Linked DNA regions of Mus musculus: all the other regions are linked to region 1. A link is a contact called in public Hi-C and HiChIP or PLAC-seq data. All regions are on one chromosome and are shown on one strand. Each heading gives the region's core, a stretch centred on a gene start, on an enhancer-like site or on the middle of the called end of the contact. The rest is flanking DNA. Distances are from core to core; before and after follow the strand shown.

What was found. Hi-C and Micro-C count contacts between places; a contact is called where the count stands out from the background. HiChIP or PLAC-seq counts read pairs in DNA pulled down with a chosen protein or histone mark.
Region 2: a contact with region 1 is called in an H3K27ac HiChIP or PLAC-seq map of the HPC-7 cell line, with 12 times the contacts expected there. The contact joins the promoter of Lcor here to the enhancer-like site in region 1. A contact is called at or near these places in 14 of 39 promoter capture datasets (the 3T3-L1 cell line, 3T3-L1-derived adipocytes, the C10 cell line and 8 more), 1 of 15 datasets of contacts at CTCF or cohesin (large pre-B cells), 8 of 484 Hi-C or Micro-C datasets (the Ba/F3 cell line, CD4 T cells, the HPC-7 cell line and 3 more), 13 of 115 datasets of contacts at active chromatin or transcription factors (the 230-238 cell line, CD8 T cells, DN3 thymocytes and 10 more) and 3 of 9 other capture datasets (adipose tissue, bone marrow-derived macrophages and liver).
Region 3: a contact with region 1 is called in a Hi-C map of liver, with 1.9 times the contacts expected there. The contact joins two enhancer-like sites. A contact is called at or near these places in 7 of 39 promoter capture datasets (the 3T3-L1 cell line, 3T3-L1-derived adipocytes, cranial neural crest and 4 more), 1 of 15 datasets of contacts at CTCF or cohesin (the NIH/3T3 cell line), 1 of 484 Hi-C or Micro-C datasets (liver) and 1 of 115 datasets of contacts at active chromatin or transcription factors (pancreatic cancer cells).

Annotation. Positions count from the first base shown.
Region 1 is chr19:41,343,869-41,346,568 of GRCm38.p6, forward strand. The region is part of intron 2 of Pik3ap1 (phosphoinositide-3-kinase adaptor protein 1); the gene reads right to left. Among named protein-coding and RNA genes, the nearest start is that of Pik3ap1, 40 kb to the right of the region's middle. Within about 2 kb of position 1,318, at least 159 of the 459 cell types and tissues checked have an H3K27ac peak or open chromatin away from gene starts, as enhancers often do. A contact at or near this core is called in the 230-238 cell line, the Ba/F3 cell line, CD8 T cells and 8 more, where this site is marked.
Region 2 is chr19:41,481,328-41,484,027 of GRCm38.p6, forward strand. It overlaps Lcor (ligand dependent nuclear receptor corepressor), which reads left to right and starts at 1,355. Exons shown (of 8, transcript NM_001370767.1): 1 at 1,355-1,456; 2 at 2,200-2,273.
Region 3 is chr19:41,578,221-41,580,920 of GRCm38.p6, forward strand. All of the region lies in intron 7 of Lcor (ligand dependent nuclear receptor corepressor), which reads left to right. Among named protein-coding and RNA genes, the nearest start is that of Mir8091, 9.1 kb to the right of the region's middle. Within about 2 kb of position 1,256, at least 18 of the 459 cell types and tissues checked have an H3K27ac peak or open chromatin away from gene starts, as enhancers often do. A contact at or near this core is called in liver, where this site is marked.

The sequences.
Region 1 (2,700 bases), core at 68-2,567:
ACAGTGTTCCTGGCTCTTGGAACCTGGTTGACTCCCCTGCCATTCTACCCTGCTTCACCATCTGGGCGTTCTGCTCCAGCTGCAGAATCCTGAGACTGTCTGGCTTCACAGCACATCTGTATTTGCAGTATTGGACACAGCACATCTGTATTTGCAGTACTGGACACAGCACATCTGTATTTGCAGTACTGGGCAAACCGTAATCCTCTGCACAACTGACCCAGGTCTTTTCCAGCGCACAGAGGCGATTATATATTTTTGCTACTCTTGCCAAGTAATCCATTTGGTTCTCTTCAAGGTACATAAGGTACAAAATCAAGGGGTCACCCAAGAGGAGATGGGACCTCAGGGCTCTGTGGCCTTTACACATCGTCAGTCTACAGAAACTGTTCAAAGTGTTAGATTTGGATGGTTTTTGGTTTGCTTTTTCAAGCGAAGTATAACAGCTCTTCTCTTCTCCACCTGGCCCTACCTGCTCTTCAGCTTGAACAAAAATAGCACCAGGCTACCATGACAACCAGAGCGTGTGCTGGCCCTGTCCACTGAGGATAGATATGCCTATGGCTCTCCGGGCCCTTTGCCCATCGGAGTTGGGGCCAGGGTCCTCCAACCTCCCAAATCCAGTCCTCAGAAAGCATTCCAGTGTAGTAGGGTAGAGTTACTCCCTCCTCATCAGAGAGCTGAGAGTTTATCCAGAGTTCTCTACCTACCCAGTGGAGCCTCTGAACTTTTGTGTGTTCTTTTCAGTGTTCTCAGGCACCTGCGACAGAGGTGACCGTTTTGGTTTTTTGGTTTTTTGCTTGTTTTTATTTAGCTGATGAACCAAGGGAGGCAGGGGCTTGTGGGCTCAAGCTAGTCCCGAGCTGTTGGTGGAAAAGTCAGGACCTCAGGTCCGGTTGACAGAAAAGCAAGAGGCAGTGCTGCTCAGAAAACAGAACCCCAACAGGTGGAGAGGACTGACGCTGAGCCACAGTCAGACGAGTCCTAGTGTAAGCCTGGGTAGCAAGAAGGGGAAATCTCCTTCCCCTTTCTAAACAGGTTCATAAATGCCCGTTTCTGTCCCAGACTCGGCATCTCTCGGGTTGCCTTCGTGAGCCACAGACAACTCAAAAGGGCCCTGGAAAACTCTCCTGCCCTTAAGGTCCTTGCCAGGGTCTTGGGATGATGCCCCACCAAAGAGGTAAGGGCTGGCGGGGGGGGGGGGGCTTAGGGCCCCTGCTTCATTGCTCAGGAAACCCCAGTGTTGCTAACAAAGCGAGAGGCACCACGGCCCCCCCAGGCCCCAGCCTAGAGGCTTCCTCTTTCTTCATCTGTTTCCGACACTTATAAATGTGCTTCCTCTCTTTATGTAAATTTGGTTTAAATGGCACAGCGAAGTCTTGTAATGAGGCCATTAATAACTGGTCTTTTAACAGCCTCTTCTCGGCTTCCTGATTCAAGAATCAATTCTAATCTAGACAAACGGTGATGTCTGGATTTACTGGTGTAAGGACAGACAAATGGGCTTTGTTTGGGGCAGGCTGTGTGTGTAGCTTATTTTTACTCAGCCAAGTGAAGGCCGAAGGCAGGCCTTGAGAGTAAAACCAAACTTAGAAACTCCGTTCCTTTTGCGCCTCCACAGCCCAGTGGAGAAACTTCCAGAAAGGCACAGGAAGGCTTTTTCTTTTCCATTCAGCTGACCCCCTAACCTGACTCCTAGCCTCCAGGCAGCTGAAGCCAGAGAACTGGTTGGCCAGTTTCACTTTCCGTTTCTAAGGAGGGCCTTTCTGTCCTTCCCTCCTTGTGAGAAATGCTGTCTTGGCTTCTCAGCATGATCACAGTGAGGTGAAGTGTAGTGTTCCTTGGGAAAGGATTAAAGAAACACAGATTGAGCCACTTCAAATTCTGTTTTAAGGGCTGGTGAGATACTTGGCTGATAAAGGGGCTCGTCATCAACCAGACGACTTGAGTTCAGTCCCTGTGCCCTACATGTTAGGACTGAAGTGACTCCTGGAAATTGGACACATGAACCTGGTGGCCCATGTCCCCACCCCAACTCCCTGTCTCTCTCTCTCTCTCTCTCTCTCTCTCTCTCTCACACACACACACACACACACACACACACACACACACACACACACGTGGGCACACACGCACATGAGGGCACATACATCACCCTCCTTCCACCATCACCACCAAATAAAAACCTTCAAAATTTTTTAAGTTAAAAGCTGTAACTCTTTTAACCCAAGATCTTTTAGCTGTGCCCTCCCCCACCCCCAATAAAACCTGGAGGAGACCAAGACTCTAAAGACTTACTCTTTCCCAGAGCATACACACTTACTGAGAGGCTCTGGAAAATAAGTCCCCTCCGGCCACAGAAGCCTGGACTCCAGTCCCATCTGTCCTCTGCCAGGTTTTCCTGAACTTTAGCCTTTTCTCTCTCACAGCCTATTTCTATCTGCCTGGCCCGTCTCACGCCTTCCACGGGCAGAGCGATAAACTCCGGGAGCCCTGTGAAAACTGAAAAATGCTTGACAAAGTTAAAGCAATTAGTGTGCTCTATCTGGTGAGAGTAGATTCCCTGGCCTTCCTTCATCTCTGTATCCCCCAGAGCCAAGACCACAGTGTGAAATCAATAAAAGCTTCTTGCATGAATGAACGAATCGATGAATGAAGTCAGATGAACCATTTAAATTCCTAGCTGGGAAAACACCACCT
Region 2 (2,700 bases), core at 105-2,604, 140 kb after region 1:
TTGCAATCCTGCCTCTCAGCCCACCGAACTGTTGCTATTACCAGGTGTGCACCATCGTGGTCGGCTGATGGTGTAGTAGTCTAAAGCGATGAAACAGTGCGGGCTTTGAGAATTGTGGAAATCTAATTGGCTCTGAGATGGAAGGTGCCTACTACCCGTAATCTTACTCCTATCCAGGAGACCCACCAAGTCATTCTTAGGGGCAGTTACCCCCGTTCCCACGCCAGAGCGCCCTCCCTTCAAAGACCCAGACTTGATACACATCAGTGGAATCCTTGAGGTCAAGTGATGATTTTGTTTTACCTACAGAAATACTTACATTTAAATATTTAGAAGGAATGCACTCTCAAATTCTAAGGGTGAGGAAGAGGCCACCTAGCTTGTATTGGTAAGTAGCCATTTCCGTTTTTTTCATTTCCTATTTCCTCCTTGCTCTTTCTCCTCTCTTTCAAATAAATCAAGTAATTAATAGTGTGATGTTTAAACAAAACAAGGCTCCCTGTGCAAGGTGGTTTAATTATCCCAGAAGGCACCTGGAAATCCTTTCTCATCAAAATGTTCTGAGTCCTTTCCTGAACTACGGATCTGGGCGTATATTTCCCAACATATTCTTAAGCTGTTGTTTGAAAGTTTGAAATTCATTTTCTACTAGCACATTTTTTTTTCTCAGCTCTCTTAAGACTTTCAACTATGATCAGTCTTGCTAGTAAGAGATCCCCTAGGCTTTTTATTTGACTTAAAACCCTTTTCTTTTTTTTTTTTTTTTAAATTGGGGCTTATGAATACCGGCGAAGCATTTCGATAACTTAAAACTTAAAATTATCCACTTCACCTTTGCAAACCTCGGGGCTCAATGCCTCCAAGGGCATCCGGGCATTTATTCCTATTTCTGCTCTTGCACGGCGCCCCCGTGGGAGGAGCCGTTTCGACCGAGAAGTTGCGAGAAGCAATGGTGCGGAACTTGCAACAGTTGGTGCGGGCCGATAGGCAGGTAGGAAGTGATAGATGGGACTAGTTTAAAACCCAAAAGCCCCGGGGAGGGCCGGGGCCACCGTGGCCTGCCTGGAGAGCGAGGGCGGCGCGGGGACCGAGCGCCGGCGTAGAAAGACGCCGTTCCGGGCGGGGCGGGGGGACTGGACGTGGGACGCAGAGCTGGTGCGCGGGGACGCCGGGCGGGCGGGCGGGCGGGAGGAGGAGCGGGCCGCCACGGGGCCACGGGGAGGTGAGCGCAGCCTTGCCCCCGCGCCGCCCCCGGCGGGAGGCGCGACGCCCAGGCCACGGGTGCGTGCGCGGCCCCGGGCGACGCGGCTGGGCGTGCGCGGGGCCGCGGCGGAGGCAGGGCCGGGCGGGCGGCAGAAGATGGCGAGGGTGTGTAGGCGGCAGCAATGCTCCGTTGAGAGACGCGGCTTTCGGCAAGAACTGGACTCGTGGCGCCACAAGCTCATCCACTGTGTAGGTGAGGCCCTCCACCGGTGCCCCGGGCCGCCCGGCCGCCGGCCTCCCGTGCGTGGGAGGGAGCAGGGCAGAGTCCGCCGCGCTCCGGCCCCGCGCGCCCTCCCGGGCTCGGCCCCCTCCCCCACCCCCCGGAGCGCGAGCGCGCCGCCGCGGCGCCCCTCCCCTCGGCTCGCGGGGCGGGCTCGGACGCGCGGCCTCTCCCCCAGCGGGCGCATTGTGGACGCCGGGCCCGCCGCCGCCGCCGCCAGCGCGCCGGGACGCACGGGGTCGCCCCCACCTGCCCTCGCCCCGCGCCCCTCCCCCACGCCGGCGGCGCGCCCCCGTGCACGCGTGCACGCGCGGCGGCGCTCGGGCGTGTGCGAGGCGTGAGGTGGAGATGGGGGCGGAGGGAGCCGGAGCTGTCACAGGCCCCGCGTCCGCCTGAGCGAGCCAAGTGGGGTGTCATGGCCGCGGGGGGCAGCGGCTGCACTTCCTCTGCTGGCAGCGGCGGCTGCGGAGTTAGTCCTCGACGCACGGGTCGGTGTGTGCGGATTTGTGTTTGGCGTGCGCGCGCGGCGGGGAGGCCCGGGTGGGAAGCCGGGCGGGGGGGTCACCCTGGTCCCCTCCGCGGAGCCCCGGCGGCCGGCGACCGGCGCGCTTCCCCGGGCGGCGGGAGCGTGGACGGGAGTGGGGGGCGCCCGGGAGGGGCCGGGAGGCGAGCTGCACCTCTCACACTGTGTGTTTTGTCTGTTTTTCTCTCCCAAGGTCCCGTTTCCCTCTGTGCGGCGGCCGGCGGGACCATAAGGGCTTAACTCACATATTTAACCCCCCTCCAAAAAGTAAGTGGCTCTTGTGGTGTCTGCTCCACCCGCCGCCCCCTAGCCTCTGTCCATCCTTGTGTCTGACTCTAATGTCCTCAGCATTGTTATTTCCCCGTCTCTGCTTCGGTGCGGCTGATGTGTGGGGAAATGCCCTCTCGTCGTCCTCTGTCCCCCACGCCCAGTCCTCGGGGAGGCCCGGAATTCCAGCCCCCCGTGTGGATGGGGCGCGTTCTAGGGATTCAGGTCTTCCTCAGACGGACCTGGGAAATTCTGTCCGTCCACTTGGGCCCGGGGTCCCCTCTTTCCCGATGGGGTTTCGTTGGAAGGAATTATGCAAATCCTGCTTTCTGGTGTCCATTCAGCGGCAATTTCATGCGGTGAGAAGTTCTCTTTGTTGTGCGAGGGGGAGAACAGACACTGATTTAATAGACATATCTGCTGGGGG
Region 3 (2,700 bases), core at 6-2,505, 230 kb after region 1:
CAGAGTCAGAGTGAGGAAATTCTCTACAAGACAGAATCTCTGCTCTGTTCAATTAGCAGTTGCCTAGGGGTAACCAAAGTTAGTGCAAGCGCTGTATTTGGGCTCCGTTAAAGATGCAGGGAAACTTGAGTACTGCTAAGCAAAGGTAGATCTTTAGCCAATTTAAATCAGACTGACACCATTTTTTAAAGCCAAACATGAAAAATGCAACAATATAATTAAGTACCAGGAAGTTGAGGTTAACTCTAAACATTAAATAGCTGAATGGTAAGAAATTAAAATCATCTAAATTAGATTTCTCTTTAAAACCTTTGGGGGGGTGGTAAGTAGTAATTTGGAGTCACAGCCAAAAGTAGCTTTATGGCTGTAGTTGTAAAGTTAGCTATTTAATGATAGCTGGGCAAAGGTTAGTGTTAATGTGCAGTCTCTCAGCCCCAAGGTCACTACTTACTGCCAGGTTTCTGCCTATGGATCCAAATTGCCTACAAAACAGGTCACATTCGGAGCTTTGAAACATCTACTAAGAACACATCATTTGCCATCTCCAGCAGCTACTGTCTTCCATCTTCTGTGTCCTGATGGGGGTAAATACTGATTCTCAGAGAAATAAAGGCCAAGTGGAGAGAGAGACGCGTGTTAAGTGATGGTATGATTCTGTAAAGAATTACACACCAAAATATTTTCAGAAATTCAGGGGCTGACAGGATGGTCAGTGTATCTAAGTGTTTGCCACCAAGCCTGACGGCCTGAGCTTAATCCCGGAGACCCACATGCTCACAAAATCTGACCTCTGACTTCTCCCTGTATGCTGTGGCACATGTGCACATGAGATATATATACATGATATAAACGTAATTAAAAGTCTAAGCCGGGCAGTGGTGGTGCACGCCTTTAATCCCAGCACTTGGGAGGCAGAGGCAGGTGGATTTCTGAGTTCGAGGCCAGCCTGGTCTACAGAGTGAGTTCCAGGATAGCCAGGACTATACAGAGAAACCCTGTCTCAAAAAACAAAACAAACAAACAACCCCCCCCAAAAAAGTTAAGCTGCCTGTGAGGGCACACACCTGTAATCTTAACACTGGGACAACGGAAGCTGGAGAAGGAGTAGAGCTCAAGGTTAGTCTCAGCTAGACAGAAAGTTTCAGGTCGCACTGAGAAGCAAGCAAGAACCTTGACTGCTTTTGCCAAGCACATCAGAGGCAGAGGCAGAGGCAGCCTTGCCAGTTGAGGCATTGACTGAGCCAGCTGGAGCAGTGCCACAAAGCTCACCCTGGTGGTGTGGGTGAGGGAGAGCTGGTGAGCTGACCAACACGGCTGCCACCCAGGCCCAGATTCAGGGCTTTGAGTTGGCCCACCCTAGGAACTACTGGAGCATGTGAAGGGGTCAGCCTTGCAGATCCAAAGCTGCAGGATCTCCATGACACAGTCAACAGGGTACCCGAGAGGAGCCATAGTGAGGATAGAGTATCCATAGAATAGCAGAAGACAGAGGTCTTGAACCAGACCAATGACTCACTGCAGTGAGCATTTGCAAGTAAAGATGTGTGGACAGAAGGGTTTACCGTAGGATATACTATGACTCACTGCAGCTTCTGCAATGAGGTGGTTGTTGTTGTTTTTTTCTTGGGAAAGGGGAGGTTGCAAGGATAGATGGTAGATACAAAGAGACAGGGAGATGAGTGGGACTGGGGTTGCATGGTGTGAAATTCACAAAGAATAAAAAGTTTCTTTTTAAAAAGGCAGACAGAAGCCAAAACTATTTGAACCCTGCTTTTGTGCAGACTCTCAGCATACTGCCATTCAGTCCCAGTGTGCAGGTGCAGCTAAGGTTCTGAGGGACTGTACTGTCAGAGTAGGGGTCCAGTCAGATGTCTCCTTTGCAGCTCCCATGTCCTTTACTGTAACTCTGCCACCAGTGGGAGGTGGAAAGGCAGGTGACACAGGCTGTCTGTGGTAAACCTTTCTATAAAGACATGTCCTGGCCATGAGGTCAGAGTCAAAGATGGAAGAGTAAGCCAGAAGACGTATCAATACATGTTCAACACACATGAAGCTACCGTCTGTGTTCTGTCGTGTTTCACATGCCATCAAATAATAGTCTCCTAAAGGTCCATAAGCCAGAGGGGCTGAGAAGAGTGTGTGTGTGAGATGTTGTCTCAGAATCTGGGCTCTTTTCCATGTCGGTAAAAGTTGTGCATCCAAAAGCCCAAAGCCACCGTGAGACCCCTGGCCATCCCCGCAGGCCATGTTTGTGCCCTGTCTTGAACCTAGTGTTGGCCTCTCCCTCCCTCTTAGCTTCCCAGTGTGGATTTAGCTTTCATGCAGAGCAGCTGGTGAGACTGAAATGTTTCCTGGTGATATTCTCGGATATTCTCGGGGAGCTCGGTGGTGGGCTACTGTGGGGATGCTTCTGCCTTGCATGGGTCAAAGCTGATAGCCCCTCCACTGTGAAATTTCTTTCTCTTTGTGTCCTGTTCTGGAGCACTGTTGGTGGCTCTCCAGCCAATTGTTCTTTCTGAGAAATTGTCTTAAAAGCCATTGAGTTCTCAAAGTACTTTTAAGCTGATGTCTGTAATGTCTGGAGCGTAGTATGTCTGAATGTTTGCCGTGTTCTAAACTAAAGCTAGTGGTTATTTTAGCACCACTGCCTAGGCCTAAACTGAAGGGCAGGTTGAGCAGCCCTTATCCAAAATACTCGGG